Regions from separate parts of the Mus musculus genome. Here region 2 is linked to region 1. A link is a contact called in public HiChIP or PLAC-seq data. All regions are on one chromosome and are shown on one strand. Each heading gives the region's core, a stretch centred on a gene start, on an enhancer-like site or on the middle of the called end of the contact. The rest is flanking DNA. Distances are from core to core; before and after follow the strand shown.

The links. HiChIP or PLAC-seq counts read pairs in DNA pulled down with a chosen protein or histone mark.
Region 2: an H3K27ac HiChIP or PLAC-seq map of extraembryonic endoderm stem cells shows a contact between it and region 1, with 3 times the contacts expected there. The contact joins two enhancer-like sites. A contact is called at or near these places in 1 of 115 datasets of contacts at active chromatin or transcription factors (extraembryonic endoderm stem cells) and 1 of 9 other capture datasets (embryonic stem cells).

Annotation. Positions count from the first base shown.
Region 1 is chr15:96,522,197-96,526,743 of GRCm38.p6, reverse strand. No RefSeq gene overlaps it. Among named protein-coding and RNA genes, the nearest start is that of Gm32406, 17 kb to the right of the region's middle. Within about 2 kb of position 2,418, at least 65 of the 459 cell types and tissues checked have an H3K27ac peak or open chromatin away from gene starts, as enhancers often do. A contact at or near this core is called in extraembryonic endoderm stem cells, where this site is marked.
Region 2 is chr15:97,335,472-97,340,342 of GRCm38.p6, reverse strand. All of the region lies in intron 3 of Pced1b (PC-esterase domain containing 1B), which reads right to left. It overlaps Gm33325 (a long non-coding RNA gene), which reads left to right. Exons shown (of 5, transcript XR_875640.2): 5 at 1,978-2,174. Among named protein-coding and RNA genes, the nearest start is that of Gm33325, 20 kb to the left of the region's middle. Within about 2 kb of position 2,207, at least 33 of the 459 cell types and tissues checked have an H3K27ac peak or open chromatin away from gene starts, as enhancers often do. A contact at or near this core is called in extraembryonic endoderm stem cells, where this site is marked.

The sequences.
Region 1 (4,547 bases), core at 1,169-3,668:
GGTGAGTGTGTCAGGACAAACACGTTCTCTACTCCAACATGCAAGAAAAGACATGTGTGAAAGAGACCCAGAACCTGTCATGGTCCAGTGCAGCCAGTGATCACATGAGCTTATTCCTCTCAGCAGCAAGGAATGAGGGAACCCATTTAGCCCGGTTCCATGTTGCAACTTCTGATTGAGTTTATTAGTAATTAAGTTGAGATATTGATTTTCTATCTTCCAGTTCAGGGGTGGGGGTGGGGTGGGGGGAAGGAACATTATTTATTGCTCCTTACAGGAATCCGGTCTGTTCCGGTTTGATGTGTTGGTTCTTTACCAGATCCTCTCGTGTGGCAGGCACGTGATCTCTGCGTACAGGAAGCAGAAAGTGTCATAGATCTCCCCATCAATATTGGCAGATTGGCAAACGCCCCGCAGCCAGCTTTCTGAGAAGAGAGCACGCTCTCATCTATAGCATTTGCTTACTTCTGCCCTGGGAATGTGTCTTCCTCGGCTGGTTGCCAACCGTCCTCGGGGAAGACCCACAGTTCAGGGCGAACAAGGAGCACGTAGCTATTTCTCACAGGGTACACCTCGCTGCTAACAATGGTTCCTGAAAAATAAGTCTAAATATCAACGTGTGCTTTTGTCTGTTTTGTTCTGTTGTAAAGAGTTAACAGAGGCTGAGAATCCATTAAAAAAATATACATTTATTTTTTTCTTCATTGTGAAGACAGGGGAGACCAAGACTGGAGCCGGCAGTATCAGGTAAGAACTTTCTCATGGCCTCTCCCCATGGCGGAAGGCAGACGGGGTAAGAGAAGACAAAACCACAAACAAGAAAACATACCGCTCACCCTTTTATAGCGACAATTGTCCTTTATTAGGGTAGAGGAGCCTGGGTCATAGCTCAGTGGCCCCAGGGTTTGACCTCTAGTACTATATAAACAAATAACAAAAAGCCCTTTTTACTATTAATAGGGAGACACCCTGTAAAATTTTAATAAAATCCAAGTCTTCTTAATATTAATTAGGTGGACACCACGCAAAAAATAATAATAAAATCCATTTTTCCTTTCCTAGCTCCTGGAAAGAAGACTCCACGACTAATTAGTTATTATTAAATTCCTAGGCCGTAAGTTTTGACTCATTCTCTGAGTAGCTTGTGACTTAGTTAACCATTTAAACTATTCTATGTCTACCAGTTGGTTAGTTACCTCTCTTTCAGTCCCAGCCCCCTTCTTTCTTCACGTGTCTCCCTGAGTTCATCTAATCTGCTGGTTTAGACCCCTCTCTGTGGTCTGTCTCCATGGTCTCTTGACTCTCTCTTTTATACACTCACTATTTCCCAGAATCCTCTCTCTTCCTGCCAGTGCCCCACCTCCTATTTGTTTGTTTGTTTGTTTGTTTGTTTGTTGGTCTTTTTGTGTTTTTCTTTTTTTTTTTTTTATTGACAGGTGATGCTTACAAGAGATCCTTTCTCTACAACACTCAGTGAAACAAACACTTCCTGTTTGGCTCGTTTCTCACCTCTGCTGCACTGGGGAAGTTTCGAACACTTGAATTTTGGTGACTACATTCCAATTCTGCAACACGCATTAAGAGGCTACCGTGTTATCTCTATTGAAATTATCGAGTGCATTCAGCACCAACTCGGCCGTCTGCTGAAGTCTCACCCGTACCACCTTGCAGTTCAAACCGTGCCTTCCTTTCCTACGAGCTTTCTTCTCACTGTCTCAGGTTCTTAAAACTGCAGACCTTCGGGCTGATACAGCAGCAAAACTGCCCAAGGACTGTGCCCAGCAGCCAGACAGATAATGCTAACAACACCAATTAAAATCAGAGATGCAGCAGGGCGGTGGTGGGGTGCACCATTAATCCCAGCACTCGGGATGCAGAGGCAGGTGGATCTCTTGAGTTTGAGACCAGCCTGGTCTACAGAGTGAGTTCCAGGACAGCCTGGGCTACACGGAGAAACCCTGTGTTGAAAAACCAAACCAACCAAACGAACAACAAGCAGAACATAGAAAGACAGCTACTGCTCTGCTCTAAGTCAGAGAGGGGGTGGAGGGTAGCGTGCCGGGAAGAGCGGCCTTGCAAGTAAGGCAGAGCTGGGCATGAGTCCCCACCCTGATGTTTGCCATCTGTGCTACCCTGCAGATGAGAAGGCCGCAGCAGGCCTGTCACCCAACACCCACCTCTTGCTGAGGAAAGTCTGGGAAGAAAGAAGGGGAAAGAGCCTACTCAAACCTCCTTGAAAGCCGGGGATGGCAGATCTCCAGGCAAACATGCTAACAAAGGCATAGAGGAGAGAGGTCCTTATCTAAGGAATGCTTCCAGCAAGGGCAACTTGATTGACAGGCTATTGAAAGCTGGGCTGTGTTGGAATGTCTCCCTAAACAATGTCTTGTACCCATGTGACTAAGCGAGCATACGTGGGATGAGTCGCGGAAGAAAAAGCAGCTTTAGGGCCAGAACTAATCAGAACACTGCAAGAAGTCAGCTGGGGATCTATACTGGTCCCTCTGTGCCAGTCAGGTTGAGGTAATGACAACAGCCTCCTCCTCCCCCTCCTCCTCCACTCCCTCCTCTTCCTCCTCCTCCCCCTCCTCCTCCACTCCCTCCTCTTCCATCTCCCCCTCCTCTTCCCCCCAATAATAATAATAATAATAATAATAATAATAAATCTACCTTTTTAACCAGAAGAACAAGCAGAGGAGGCAGGAGAATCACCCAACATGTAGCAGCATAGTAAATGCTAAATGCAACATGTAGCAGCATAGTAAATGCTAAATGCAACATGTAGCAGCATAGTAAATGCTAAATGCAACATGTAGCAGCACAGTAAATGCTAAATGCAACATGTAGCAGCATAGTAAATGCTAAATGCAACATGTAGCAGCAGTAAATGCTAAATGCAGCTTCTACTTCTGCCGTCACTGATGGGACCACTGCATGATGCGCAGAGCCTCCAGGGCTCACTGACGTCATTTACCTCCAGAGAGATCAATGACACAAGTGGGTGCTGCTTTGTATCACCCACTCTTCTGTATCACTTTGTAGCCCCAGCAGGCCTTGAACTCACAGAGCTTGCCTGTCTCTGCCTCGGGCATACTTCAATCAAAGGCGTGTGCCAGCACACTTGGTATAAGTGGTATATATCAACTCTTTTGCGACACCCGACCTCCTGAAGTTATAAATATACTCATCAGAGTGTCAGTGATAGTTATTTTTCCTTCCCTAAAGAAAAGAGTCCTAAAACATACCAAATTTAAAATTCCTTTTAAAATAACCCCTACAGTCTTCATAGTTCAAACTTAAACGGACCCTATTTTTCACCAGATGTGGTCAGAACCCGTACTCCCAGCACGTGGGAGGCTAGAACGGGAAGACTAGCCTAAGCAGAGACCCCCGCCTCAAGAAAGGAAAGCCTTTTTTCCCCCCTAAGCATTTGTTCAACAGGCATTGATGGTGTCCTACATGCAAGGCCGTGAGCATACACATGTGAACTAAATAACACAGCTCTGCCCTTTCCCTTGGGGCTTACAGGCTAGCGGAGAAACAGCCTTTAGACAAGTAGCGCCCAAACAAACGTGCCAATACGATGCCCATGTTGTGCTGAGGTGAGAAACCAGAATGTAAGGGAGCGGACATGTTGGGAGCTCAGAGAGAGAGCGGCCCTTACTCTGGGATACTCAGGGCAGGTGGTGTGGCAGGGATGAGGATAAGGGACCCTCGGGGCAGGTGGTGAGGGCAGGGGTGAGGATAAGGGACACCTGGGGCAGGTGGTGTGGCAGGGGCGAGGAGAGGAAGAACGTTTTTTTAAAAAATCATTTATTTATTTATTTATTTATTTATTTATTTATTTATTTATTTACACTCCAGATTTTATTCCCCTCCCAGTCCACCCTCTGACTGTTCCACATCCCATACCTCCTCCCTGGCCCCCTGTCTCCACGTGGATGTCCCTACTCCCCTTCCTCCACCCCACAAGACCTCTAAACTCCCTGGGGCCTCCAGGCTCTTGAGGGTTAGGTGCATCGTGTCTGAACCCAGACCCGACAGTTGTCTGCTGTATGGGTGTTGGTCACATCAGCTGATAGGAGAAGAAGAGCTTCGAGAGAAATGGAACAGTAGTGATCTTTTAAGGGTCCCCAGTTAATCCAGTGAGTCTGGGTGGCGTCGACCATGGGGATCAGGTCTGGGGATGTTGGCCATGAGGTCGTCTCTTTCTCCCGCCCCTTTGTGCCTTGTTCTCGTCCTGTCTTCCACCTGCCTTTCTCAGGGTTTCTTTGAGCGCTCTTCTGTTTGCCTCTCTGTTCCTTCTGTGGACAACATAACCTGTCCATGGCCTAACATCCCGTCTGTATGCTGGACACTTTTACAACCTCACAAGCTGCAGAGCAGAATGTCCACCCAGTATGTAAGCTTCTGCTTCCGTGAAGACACAAACATGACAGAGATTAGGGCAATGGGAGGCTCTCTCTCTCTTCATCTGTCTCTTTCTCCAGTTTGCTTCCTCTGCCAAGCTCCTGTGTCCCAGCAAGTGGTCACCCATCACTGGTTTC
Region 2 (4,871 bases), core at 958-3,457, 810 kb before region 1:
GGTGGGTATCAAAATCTTGTTTATTCGTGTCTAGGTTTCATAGAAGTGTCTGTAGCAGCTGGTATTTTACTCACAAGATAGTGTGTGTGGTGATGAGGTGAGGGGCTCTCCAGCCAGCTGGGGCTCAAAGTCCAGCTCTGTTATTACTAGCCAACCCTGGGCAAGGTGTCATGAAATGGGAATAACATGCTACTATCTTCTACTTGGGTATAAAGAAAGCAAAGCCCAGCATGGTCGAGCATGCCTTTAATCCTAGTTCTTGAAAGGCAGAGGGGCAGAGGGGCAGAGGGGCAGAGGGACAGAGAGGCAGAGAGGCAGTGAGGCAGAGGGGCAGAGGGACAGAGAGGCAGAGGGGTAGAGGCAGATAGATTTCTATGAGACCCAGTCAACTTGGCTTACATACTAAGTTCCAGGTTAGTCAGGGCTACATAGTGAAACCCTGCTAAAAACATAAAAGCAAAAGCAAACAATCAAAAATTGTACAGACACATGGAATACCCCCAGATGAGCTAACAAACAAACAAAAAACTATTGAAAAAGGTGCAGAGCTAGACTCGGCCTTCAGCATGGGGAGGACACAGGCACGAGGGCACACACACACACACACACACACACACACAAACACACCCCTCCCCTAGCCTGTAAGTAGCACTATCACAGCCTCAGTGCTGGGGGCCCTGTGGCTGGGGAGCCACCCTGCCTCGCTCACTTAGATTTGGCTAAGACCTCTCCATCGAATTCAAGCAAACACATGACATCCCTTCAGCATCTCCTTGCCAGGAGGGTACGATGGGTAACGTAACGCTGATTTCTCAGCTTGGCCGGATTGCAAGTGCTTAAGGGATTAAATCAAGCACACTTCTGGGACTCTGTGTGGTGGCGCTTTCCAGAGCGGACCCGACTAAGGCTGAGAGCAGGCGGCCCCATCCCATGGCTGTGGCACCTGGAGGGAATAACAGTACAAAAGGAGGCCAGAGCTAGCTCCCACACACAGCCCTGTCTGAAGGGCTCTGGCAGGCCGGGGCATGGCAAACATGGCTTCGGCAGGCTTTGCTAAAAAAAACATTCGATTATGTATCTAATGCTAGCCACCAAGGTCCAGCTGTCAAAGTATAGAAGTCCAGCAACCAAAAGGCGGCTCTGGCTACCTAATTCACCTGCCCAATCAAAATGTAACAACTCAGCCTAACATGGGGTTTCCTCCTTTGCCTTTATAAACTACCATTTTCCCATGGGCCATGTCGGTCTCCTCTCTATCCAAAGGCCGTCCTTTGTCTTCCTCTGGGACAAATATCCCTGCCCCCTCTCCCTTGTTCCCTTCTCCTTCTCGCTCATCCTCTATCTCCTGGCTTTGCTTCTTAGCCCTGCTCTTTGTCTCTCTGGGGCAAAGAAATCTTTGTGCTGAGAACTTGATCCTGTGTTTTTTTTTAACTCTTTCTCTTCCTTTGGTTTCCTATCCTCCCCCACCCCTCTCCTTTGCCCCTCCCTGCCCTTCCGAACTCCCTTCTTAACTCCCACAAGTGAATTGCCCCTCCCCACTCTGACAGGCTGTAGGTCTGCAACTGTGAACCCCATAAATCCTTCCTCCTCGGTCTCCCCACAACAACAGACAAACTGACGGACTGACGGACACAAAGGGCTCCCTAAGTTACTCTGGTCACTTCAACTGGTCTTTCCCTAGCTGCCTTCATTTACAGAGTTTTAACACGGCTCAATCCCCCCCCCCCCCCCAAATCCTATCTGGAGGAATGGAACTATTTGTGACTTCACAAAGCGTATCAGCGCGTCCCCGGTGGGAGTGGGCTATTCTTAGCGTCTGGTTCTGTGCCCGCCCCCCCCCCTCCCGCTGCGTTCAGTTCTGATTCCGACGGAGAAGTTACAGGATGTCTCCTGGGACAGAAGGGACTCAGTGTTTGGTTATGATATGCTGTCCTTGATTAGAACGGACAGAATTGAGGGATTTTTTTTTCCCTTCAGGAGAAGAAGCAAATTAGATCGAGGAGAAGTCAGTCCGACCAAGGAGAACAGAAGCATGCGACGACCCAGCATTCTGTCCAATGCATGTGGTATCCAGTCAAGAAAACACAGCCGAACTCGAGACCCATCCCATGGACAAGCACCAGTCCCTGACACTGTTAATGATCCTCTTAATGCTTGCAGATAGGAGCCTAGCCTAACTGTTACCCTTCTGTCTAAGCTCCGCCCCACAGTTGCCTGGCAACAGGCAGGTAGGCCTGACCCACTATGAAAGGGACTGCTTGCTCCCTCCTTCCTCTTCTCTTACTCTTGCTTCACTCTTGCCCCCTTGGGCTCTTCCCTTCCCCCCTCCCTTCCCCCTTCCCTTCCCCAATCTCTCCACGTGGTCATGGTCGGCCTCTACTTCTCTACTCTCTCCCCCTCTCTGCCTTTCTCTGCCTCTGCTACCCTCTTAATTCCCCTCCCCATGCCCTGAATAAACGCTATTCTATACTAGAGAGTCCCTTAGGTGGAAGGAATGCCTCAGCATGAGCCCGCTGAGACATCCCCTTCCTCCATACCTCACCACACCCCCATAGAACATAACCTCCATCTCTTTATCATTTTATAAACGCATCAGTAACTGTCCTCTGAGAGGCTCCACCCCGCAGCTGACTCAGACAGATACAGACACCCACAGCCAAACAGTGGATGGAGCTTGGATACGCTTATGGAAGAACAGGTGGAAAGACTGAGGCCCCAAAGGGGATAGGAACTCTACAGGAAGACCAACAGAGTCAACTAACCTGGGCTCTTGGGGCTCTCAGAGTCTGAACCACTAGCCAAAGAACACACGTGGGCTGGACCTAGGATTCCCTACACATAGGTAGCAGATGTGCAGCTTGGTCTTCCCAAACAACTGGAGTTGGGGCTGTCCTAACAGCTGTTGCCTGTATGTGGGATATGTTCTAGCTGGGCTGTCTTGTGTGGGGTGTCTGGGTAGGGGGATACCCAGGGGGGGGCACCCAGTTAGAGGAGAAGGGAAAGAGGGGAAGAATTGTGGGAGAGGGTGACTGGGAGGGAGGCAGGATGTAAATTGAATAAGTAAAACATAAAATTAAATTTAAAAAAAAGAAAGAAAACATAGTTCAAAGTGTTAATCAGGACCTAACTCCTCGGAAATACGGCTGAGTCTACAAAGACTTGTTTCTATATACTCTGTGTGTGTGTGTGTGTGTGTGTGTGCCTGTGTGTGTGTGCCTGTGTGTGTGTGTGCCTGTGTGTGTGTGTCCACCTGTGTGTGTGCCTGTGTGTGTGTGTGTGCCTGTGTGTGCGTGTGCCTGTGTGTGTGTGCCTGTGTGTGTGTGTGCCTGTGTGTGTGTGTGTGCCTGTGTGTGTGTGTGCCTGTGTGCGTGGTGTGTCTACTTCATGAGGCAATCACAGCGACACTTTCGTTTCTGTCGTATCGTCTAAGTACAAAATTGTAAACGACTCTAGCTTTTCAAAATTAACGTCATGGTTGCTTCTGGGTTCTTTACGTCCAGCGGATAGATATACTCTTCTGTCACCAGCGTTTAGAGAGCTGGCGCTCAGACATGATGCTGTTCCGTCTCTTGGGGCTTGGGGGTGCTTTTGCCATTTTATGGTCCTTGTTCCTTTAGCTTCCTAAACCCTCTAACTGTGGCCGTTCTAGTTTGACAATGTAAGCCTGCTGCTGTCAGCTTGCATCTCCACTGACAGTACCCCATTGTCTTAAGTAGGGACTTAGGGGCTCCCTGACCACTAAGCATTTATGTGGAGGCCAGTGCAGGTACCACTGATTCTGGGCAGAACAAGGCCCTTTCCCGGTTCCCCGGTCATGTGGGCCATTGAGAAACTGGGATCTTTTCTAGAGACTTTTCTATTCCAGCTGGCTTCACTCCATCCTAAGATACTGAGGTCATGAGAGTAACCCTGTCACAAGTCAGGTCATGAAAGTAACCTGTCTTAGTCAGGGTTTCTATTCCTGCACAAACATCATGACTAAGAAGCAAGCTGGGGAGGAAAGGGTTTATTCAGCTTACACTTCCACATTGCTGTTCATCACCAAAGGAAGTCAGGACTGAAACTCAAGCAGGTCAGAGAACAGGAGCTGATGCAGAGGCCATGGAGGGATGTTACTTACTGGCTTGCTTCCCCTGGCTTGCTCAGCCTGATCTCTTATAGAACCCAGGACTACCAGCCCAGTGATGGCACCACCCACAAGGGCCCTCCTCCCTTGATCACTAATTGAGAAAATGCCCCACAGCTGGATCTCATGGAGGCCCTTCCCCAACTGAAGCTCCTTTCTCTGTGATAACTGTTAGGTGTGAGGATACCATCCTCCTATTTTCTCCATGAAGAAACAGATCCCCTCCTGCCCAGTCCTCACACAAAGGACGGATGATCTTCAACTTACAAAAGGAATTACATCCAGGTGACACCACAGTGAACTGAGATTGAGTCAAGGGAGAAGGCTCCTAGCACAGTGCCCTACTGTATCCTATACCAGTAGTACCTACTAGTGCCTACCTAGTACACTAGTGCACTGCTTCCTATACTAACCAGGCACACCCTGCACATTAGTGTACTGCATCTCACACACCAGCCAGCCATACCTAGCACAATAACCTATCGCACCCAACACACCAGCCAACCAACCACACCTACCTAGTATACTAGGGTACTGAACTGAACACACAAGCCAACACCTACCTAGTACATTAGGGTACTGCACTGAACACACCAGCCAACACCTACCTAGTACATTAGGGTACTGCACTGAACACACCAGCCAACACCTACCTAGTACATTAGGGTACTGCACCGAACACACCAGCCAACACCTACCTAGTACATTAGGATACTGCACCGAACACACCAGCCAACACCTACCA